Linked DNA regions of Hermetia illucens: region 1 is linked to region 2. Evidence: chromatin contacts called from public Hi-C data. All regions are on one chromosome and are shown on one strand. The core of a region is the stretch at or near the end of the contact, and the rest is flanking DNA. Distances in the headings are between cores, read along the strand shown. Region 1 holds the start of LOC119658962. Region 2 holds the start of LOC119659681 (sodium channel protein 60E).

Region 1 (4,483 bases), core at 1,051-3,550, 140 kb before region 2:
TGTAGAAGATGCGGAGCGGAATCCCATATCAGCGAGGACTGTGTAGCGGAGCCAAATTGCTTACTGTGCAAAGGGAAGCGGGGTGTGGACCATCGGCACATTGCAGCCAGTGCCCGGAATTTAGGAGAGCTATCAACATAAATCGCAAAGGAGGTTGGTACATATCAATCTCAACAGCTGAGAAGCGGCGCACGACCTACTCTCGCATACCAAACCATCCGCGAGAAAAACTTCCATGTGGCTATATGGAAATGACGTTGGTGGCATTTGGGTTAAAGACTAAACGAACCAAGCAGCGCTATGGACCTGTGGAAAACAAGCCTTCTAGGAAATAATGGAGCAGGGGGGTTCATCAGAGCGAAGGTGAAGGAAGTTCACATTTACAGCTGCTACGTACCCAGCGCTTCACTTGACGAGCATTAGTAAATGCTGAGTGTTCTATTTTTCGATGCACAGTTAGTGATTTTAATGCATAGGCTTTTGAAGGGCGCAGCCGGACAAAAAATGTGAGAGGACGTGTTCTGCTCGAAGCATTCGCGGAGTTAGACATGGAGGACAGGGACAGGGAGAGGAGTCTATATGGAGCTTGATATACGTGACCGCCGATTTAGTCAGTAGAGTCGCTTAGCAAGTCTGGGGGACTACGCTCATAGAGACCGTCAGGCAATCTGTGTGGAAATCAAGGGCGGTTCCGGCTCGAAAAAGAGCTCTTGCAAAACTTTGCGAGCGGCATGCTTCTAAGCAAGGAGGCTCAGGAGAAAATTCGGTAGCGGCGGTTGGTTACAAGAAGCCATTTGACTGAAATTGGACTTAGCGGAAGATAACACGGAGGTGGCCTTTATTACCAATCGCAGGAGAAACAACACTGTCAAAATCCGGGTTGGTAATCACGAGGTAGTTTCAAAATGGGGGTAATGATCGACACGAAGTTGAGCTTCAAGGGGCACCTGGACTATGCTCACGAAAAGGTTAGTTCATCTCTGGTAAGGATGATGCCAAATATTAGAAGGCCAAAATCTAGTCGCCGGCTGCTTATAGCAGGGGTGGTGAAATCCATCTTGCTTACGCGGCATCTGCCTGGCCGTGCGCACTGGATAACACAGTAAACCAGGGAAGGGTAAGTTCGGTATATCGGCCAATCGCGCTGAGGCTGTGCAGTGCATATAGGTTGGTATTACTTGAGGCAGTGTGTGTCATCGCGGGGATAATTCCCTTGGACCTTCTCGCGAATGAGGCACACTGTCTCTACCGGATGAGGAGTGTGAATCCGGCCGAAGTGACTCTGGGCTTCCCAAAATCCACTAGGAAGGAGCTGTACAGGAGATGGCAGCAATGGTGGGATAATTCCGAAAAAGGCTGCTGTTTGAATACTGGGAAACATTTAGGGAATTGTCAGCAGTTCTTAGGGCTCAGACAACCTAGGCCTGATAGAATTTCAAACGAAGGACTATGTCGGTATACCTGTTGACGAGCAGAAATGACAGTGCATAGATCACTCATTAAGAAACCTTTTGATGGTTACATCAGACAAGGGGACACAATATTCCAATAATGTCGACAAGTGTCATCTGAAAGCTACGAGCCGCAGGGCGGTGGAGGGGATACCTAGGTTTCCAGCGAAGTCCTGTCAAGAACTGGCATTTGGCAAACAGTGGTTCAGAAAGGTGATATTTGCGCTTCATGGGGATGGCATACGCGAAAGGCTTTTTGTTAACTAGCTGGGCTTTTTTTAGCCCCTAAAACTTAAACCAATGCAAACTAAGGGGGCTTAAGTTAGCCCATGATTGAATGAATGAACAAGCGCCATATTTCATTATCATCAGATAGTATCCAACTATGAAGGAACAACTCAATCTAATCCTGAAAAAAAACTAAAGAAAAATAATCAGTTTTAGTTTTAAGATTTTTTGTGATTCTACGCGGTGTTGAAGGCGCCCGGAAAATAGACCATGAAATTGATAAGGTTCTGACCTATCCATACAAGTCCACATTAAATTTTCTAATGATCGTATAACATGAATATAGTGGGAAAAATTCTCAAGATACAAAAAACAAGATAGGTATCTTTTAGGCTTTACGAAAAAAATCATCTTGATATCAATTGCAAGAGCTCGAAATAAAAACATTTAACCAAATTACCACTGATAAAACCCTGATTTTGTTTATCTAACAAGTTGTCTGCACTTGAATTAGATAATTACTTTGCGGTGAAAGATTTCCGTCATGTCCGAATACAATGTGTCTATCGCCAACTAATCTACTATAAAAGACCTAATTCGGTAGCAAATGGGTCAGTGCGGTGCCATCAGTCACTTCTTTGAATTCGTGAATTTCGGGACCCTTTGGAACATTTGAAGATCCAGATCAAACCATGGCTGATAAGAAAAATCTTTTGTTGCTTTTCGATCGCCCCCAGGAGCCGATTTTTATGCAAAAGGAAGGGAAGGTTGTCTTCGATGTTCCAGATAATTTCCTTACCGATCGTTACAAGCCAATCGGTAATGACGTCCAGAATCGTTTTGGGGACAAGGCTGAAAAGAGGATTCCAGTGAAGAATATTTCAATTCCTGATCTGAGGATTCCCATGTCGTTGGGGAGGAATGAGCAGTTTTCGCTGTTTGTCCCACGTCACAGAAGAATTGCAGGAAGGTTGATCGATATTTTCATGGGTGAGTAGTTTGGGAGGACTTATCCCTATTGGGGATTACTGATAACTCTCTTCGTTTTAAATAACAAATTTCAGGTGTTCGCTCCATTGATGATCTCCAAAGCGTTGCGCTCTATGCTCGTGATCGTGTCAATGCGTATCTCTTCAACTATGCACTCTCTGTTGCACTGTTGCATCGTCCAGACACCAAGGGATTGTCTCTTCCGTCATTTGTTGAGACCTTCCCTGACAAATATGTGGATTCAAAGGTTTTCTCTCAGATTCGAGAGGAAGCTTCTATTGTACAAGAACAATCCCGTATGCCAATTGTGATTCCAAGGGATTATACTGCCTCTGATTTGGACGAAGAACATAGGTAAGGACCTTTTCAATATTTTTTAAGATCAAACATCTTGTTAGAATCCTCGAGTTGTACTTCAAAAGGTATACTAACTTTATCTGTCTTCCCCAGATTATGGTACTTCCGCGAAGATATGGGAATCAATCTTCATCACTGGCATTGGCATTTAGTCTATCCATTCGAAGCTGCCAGTCGCGAAATTGTCAATAAGGACAGACGTGGCGAACTTTTCTATTACATGCATCAACAGGTCATCGCTCGGTATAACCTCGAACGATTCAGCAATAATCTGGCACGTGTCAAACGTTTCAATAATCTACGTGAACCCATCCCGGAAGGATATTTCCCGAAAATGGATTCGTTGGTGGCAAGCCGTGCTTGGCCGCCGCGTTTCGCGAATACTGCCATTAAGGATCTTGATCGAGAGCTGGATCAAATCAAACTTGATGTTGCTGATTTGGAAAGGTGGCGTGATCGTTTTTATGAGGCTGTGCAGCAAGGATTTGTTGTAGATGTGAGTGAAAACTAGGTAAATATTGCAAAGGGATGAATATTCACGATTTTTTGACTACAGGAGAGTGGAAATCGAATTGCCCTCGACGAGACTAGAGGCATTGATATCCTTGGAAATATGATGGAATCTTCAATCATTAGTCCGAATCGTCAGCTTTATGGAGATCTCCATAACATGGGACATGTGTTCATCTCTTATGCACACGATCCTGATCATCGTCATTTGGAATCATTCGGTGTCATGGGTGATTCCGCAACAGCCATGAGGGATCCAGTCTTCTACAAGTGGCATGCATATATCGATGATATATTCCAGGAACATAAGGAAAGCTTGACTCCATATACGCTTCCTCAAGTAAGCAATTTTCTTTGTTTAAGTTCGCATGACCTCTTCCTCTAAATAAGGGAAGACTCATAAGTACACCTAGCTCTTCCATTGCAAGATGTTACCTTTTCTTTAAAATCTTTTCAGTTAAACTACCGTGGCGTTACTGTATCCGGAATAACCGTCACTCCTGAAACTGGTCGTGCTGATACCTTCCAAACATTCTGGCAACAGTCTGACATCGATTTGTCTCGTGGAATGGACTTCGTTCCACGTGGAAACGTCTTCGCTAGATTCACCCACCTCCAACACAGCCCGTTCACTTACACCATTAACATCAATAACGAAGGAGGAGCGGCACGTTTCGGTACCGTACGTATTTTCCTGGGACCGAAGTTCGATGAACGTGGCACGGAAATGTTGTTCCGTGATCAACGCCTACTCATGATTGAACTGGATAAGTTCGTTGTGTCCTGTAAGTTTTATTGGATGTTTGACCACAAGAACTTTTTTGATTGTGGAATTATTTTCAGTGCGTCCAGGACAAAATACTGTTCGCCGTCGTTCAACAGAGTCAACAGTAACAATCCCATTCGAACGAACCTTCCGTAACTTGGATCAGAATCGCCCAGCTGCG
Region 2 (4,435 bases), core at 29-2,528:
AGCTGGTAAACGATCAACTTCATCGACCGCCACATCGGACCCTAAGCAAGCAGACGCTCTGCTAAAAAAACTAAAGCATTCGTCGCTCGGATCAGCAATAGTCATCAATTGTTTGGATAATTGGACACGCCACACTCATCAAGGTGAGACCACATTATCACCACCCAGGCGTCTACTTTGAGAATCTGGATCAAGGCCACCTGATTTCCAGTAAATGAGCCCTAAACGCCTTTTATGACAATAAACGTCTAGAGATTCGATAAACCGAAAACTAACTTCGAGAAAGGACGTTCAGACAGCAATTTCGGAGATGATTCACGAGTTCAAGGATAGAATTCAGCATCTAACTTCGTCTAAAGTCTCCGCTTGCAAATACAGCAGCTACGAATAGTAGAAGATATCAGATACAGATAAAGACGAAGCTTCGTATTAAAGAATTTCTCAACAACTATTCATGTATTCGTCGGATAGGATGGACCAAGGTCTCTATTGCAACTGTGGCACAGGACCCCGAACAAGGTAATTGGGCGGCAAAAGACAACGTTCATCATAGAAAACAAAGGAGAAAGTGTCAAGGTATCCGTTGGTAGATTCAAATTTGTGAAGGTTACGTCTGAGATTGGAAGAGGATAGCAGGGGCAGCAGCAAAATAATGAAGCACAAGATCAACGTAGTAAAAAATTTGTATTACTGTCAAAGGAAAGTTTCACTTATAATAAAGGATCTTAGTGAAATAACTCCACCTCCTAAGTACGTAGTTACTTGCTATTAACTATAACAATTTCTACTCTAAAAATCTTCAACAATGTCTCCCCCCAACAAAATCGACAACCCTAACTCAAAACTTCATCATTTCCATATATCCCTACGAAAAAATCCTGCATTCTCATTGAAAAATCAGTCAGAAAAGCAAACCAATTCACATTTCACGCCACCGTTAGAATTCTAACGACATACCATGTCCTTTGAGTGGACTCTGTACGCATGTATTCAACTCACAGTCCGTAATCCTTATGATGAACTGCTCTACACAACATCCTAGCGGTAACCCCGCCTCGCGAAAGCACACCCCTTCCTCCCTCCCCCAGAACATATAAAAAGCTCAGGATTTGCTTAGGTATCCTCTCGTACTGAAGGTATTTTTCAGGAATTGCCGTGGGAAAGCGCTGTTGTACCATATCCTGGTGGAGATTCCAAGCGCTTGAGTACCCCCTTTTGCTTACGTCAATCCTTGAAGGAGTCTAAGAAGTTCAAAGAGTTTAGTCGCCGACCAACTTCTCGCCGAGATGGAACCCTGTAGCGTGCACGACCCTTGTCAAGTGAACTCCTACACAGGATACTTGCACTTTTTGGCCTATACGAATCTCTAGGAAGGTCCTTTGCGTTCTTAAAGGGTTAGCTCCGTTCACGGCTGTTGTTGAAAAGTGTCGGTGTTCAAGTCAGTGTCTCGTGTTGCGATTTTCCCTCGAGGATTCCCTTCAGGAGATTAGTGTTCTTACCTCGAACGGATCGACGGCGAAGAATTCAGATTTCCGCGGAGGAGGAGCCTCTGCAGAATCGGCCTAATAGTCTCAGTGTGTGTGTGTTATTGCTCTGGAAGTGTTGAAATCACCATACATTCAGGCGTCGAAAAATGTTTCTGAGCGTGAGCTATTTTGAAAAACGGGTGACAAAACGGTTGGCCCAGTTTCGCCCAGCCGCGGGGCGGGCACGGAGCGCGGTTGCGGGGCCCGCGCCAGGCTCAAATTAGAGAGTAGTGAGTGTCTAAAGTGTAGTTTGTGTAGTTTCAACAGCCGTAGTGCTCGATTCTGAGCTTTCGCGAGCTTTTTCTCTCTGTTGCTGTGCCGCCTGCCCCAGGGTAATTTGCTGTTTAGTGAAATTTCGTGGCGATCATCTACGACCCCCTCCCGTTCGCGGCAAGGAGCAGTAGTATGCGGTGCGGGGTGTCCAGAAAATCTGTGGCGTGACTGAAATCCGGCCCAAGATCAGTGCGTGCAACGCGAAAAGGGAAAGGAAATAAAAGTGTGTCAACCCTTCCGTTAAAAAGCAATATGTGTGTGAGCAATAATATTTACCACTCGCGACCCCAGAAAATTCGAACGGTAATTGTATCTTAAGCAATTCTAGACATTCTAATTGAGTGCGTGTGCGTGTGCAAGTGGAAGTCCAACCGCTCATTCTTTCTTACGGCCCAGAATATATCAGAATAATTGTGTGCATGGCAGAAACTCCACTTTGGGACTTCTCTCAACAGATGAACACGTTTCGGCGAAGAGCCTAAGCCCCAGGCAACGCATTGTGGCGTGTGTCGCACTGCAACGTTCAATAAGGTCCGTACGTACTCGGAGTTCATCCCCCTCTTGCGCTAACCCGCGCTGCTTCATATATAATTATTATTTGTTCGTTTCGTCGCTCCACTTCTTGCCGTTATTGTTTTGGAAGTTTCTCATCACTCATCCACTCAGGCGTTTTGCGTTTATTATTTTCACAAAATGAGAAAGTATGAAATCCTCTGTAAATGCTACGCCTCCCATCGTCTCCCATTTTACATCGACAGGATCCTAGCATCCCTCGAAGTACTCGCCTCCCGCGAGGGATTGCTACTAATGGAACAGAACTAAAGATTGTAATTTCTACGCTTTTCAGCCGCGATGGTAGGGAAGCTCATCACTGAGCTCCTCAGTCACCATTGTTATCTGTATGAATTGTGATTTTTAACTAGAGATGAAGTGTAAAAATAGCATTCGTAGGAAGTATCCACTTGCTTCCTATTTTAGCTCCATCGTCAACACCTACACACCCGAGCGAGCTCCGGGAGATCTGAGAAGATTAAATGGAAAATAGGTTACCGTTTTTTATTCGCAAGAATGGATACATTAAAGTTTCTTTTAGATGTAGTAGAGCATTTTCATGTCTCTTGTTAATGGGAACCTTAACGGTGTCATAATGGAAAATGAAAGCCTCCAATTAGGCGTTAATTTGTAAGCAATGGGGCAGAGAGCATGCCAGTAGTATTTTTCTGAGAACCTTTTAAGCAGGTGAAGGTTGAAGATGACATCAAGCAGCTCGATTTACAGTCGAGGTATGTCAGCGAGATACTCATTAGTTTTATTGACTATCGTTAACTGACTGTGGTGGACCTCAAGGGAAACTGGAATACACCAGTGTTAGTTGTACCAATCGGCAGCACCTAAATCTTGAAAATCTATCGATGATTTACCTAAGTTTCTGAACGGACTATCAACTTTGCATAAGCTTTCGAGATCCTGTCCAAAGAACAAAGGTAAACGCCCCACCCAGGCGGGCAAAGAGGTCCAGAGATAGGAGAAAACGGAAGAGAAGAAAGAGAAATCACTGGGAGGTAAAATGCATTCACTCACAAAATGCCAGACTCCTATCTCAGACAAACTACCGACTAAAGCCCACACCCCCTTCCACTTACGTCTAGGACACTGACCCGGAACCCTTTTGTGCATTACTTCAGTCCAAGCCTATTCACCGTGGGAACCTCAGTTATTCTGATATCTCTCCTGACCCCTTTCTTACTCCTTAAGAATGTCTTGAATATAACGTGCCACTCGGCCTCATGTGTTCTCGTTCGGCAGCATGGCCTTAATTATGGTGCCCGGAGACAGGTGATGAAATATGATGGTGATCATCGCTACATCGGCGCAAAAAATGCAGTCAGTCGACCGTGATTTGTCGATTATGTGCAGATAAAGCTGAAAATACCTGCGTTTCCTTAGCAACTGGGGTAGGTAATAGTCAACCTAATCGTGCTTTCAGTTGAACCTGAGGTATATACACCAGAAGAAGATATGATGTCAATTCCCTTGGTTTTAGCCTGATATTGATGGAATAATTTTTCTAGGGAGAAAAACTAGGTAACCTAACTGAGCAACCGATGAAGCCTCTTAAAAGATGACAGTACAAATTGGAGACAAGTGGGGGTGTAGGACTCATACCTAAAGAAATTTCGTTGCAATTCTGAGTTTCAAAGCTGGTGCAAATCGTTCAGAAAAACGATCTCAATGGCTTTAACCGTTCATGAAGAGAATAGGCGTTGCAATGTTACAACTCGGACCTGATCCTATCTAAGCTTGAACCGCGTTAACAACATAATAAGCGGGCCCATATGCAAGGTATTGCTAGTCATAGCATCCAAGCCCGAGGTGAAAATTATGCGTAAAAGCAATGCCCTGGTATGAAAAATATATATATAGGAGTGAGAAATACACAGGGGCTCTCGAAAAAACTCGGCATCTTGGGAGAATTCCCTCTTTCATCTACCCCTCCCCCCTTCTCGACAGACCTTGATGACCAAGTACGTCCTCGCTTAATTCGGGCTCTCGAGAAAACTCGGCATCTGAGGAGAATCTCCCCCCGGCAGGCCTGCAGTGACCAAGTATGTCCTCGCTTGATTCGGTTGGAAAGC

What was found. A called contact is a pair of places that touch in the nucleus more often than the background predicts.
Region 1: a Hi-C map of an unstated tissue shows a contact between it and region 2, with 2.5 times the contacts expected there. The contact joins the promoter of LOC119658962 here to the promoter of LOC119659681 in region 2. A contact is called at or near these places in 2 of 2 Hi-C or Micro-C datasets (an unstated tissue and whole body).

What each region holds. Positions count from the first base shown.
Region 1 is chr6:3,606,320-3,610,802 of iHerIll2.2.curated.20191125, reverse strand. LOC119658962 reads left to right here and starts at 2,300. Exons shown (of 14, transcript XM_038066836.1): 1 at 2,300-2,669; 2 at 2,744-3,023; 3 at 3,120-3,522; 4 at 3,583-3,876; 5 at 3,994-4,321; 6 at 4,380-4,483. The coding sequence starts at 2,372.
Region 2 is chr6:3,466,697-3,471,131 of iHerIll2.2.curated.20191125, reverse strand. It overlaps LOC119659681 (sodium channel protein 60E), which reads left to right and starts at 1,278. Exons shown (of 34, transcript XM_038067909.1): 1 at 1,278-2,330.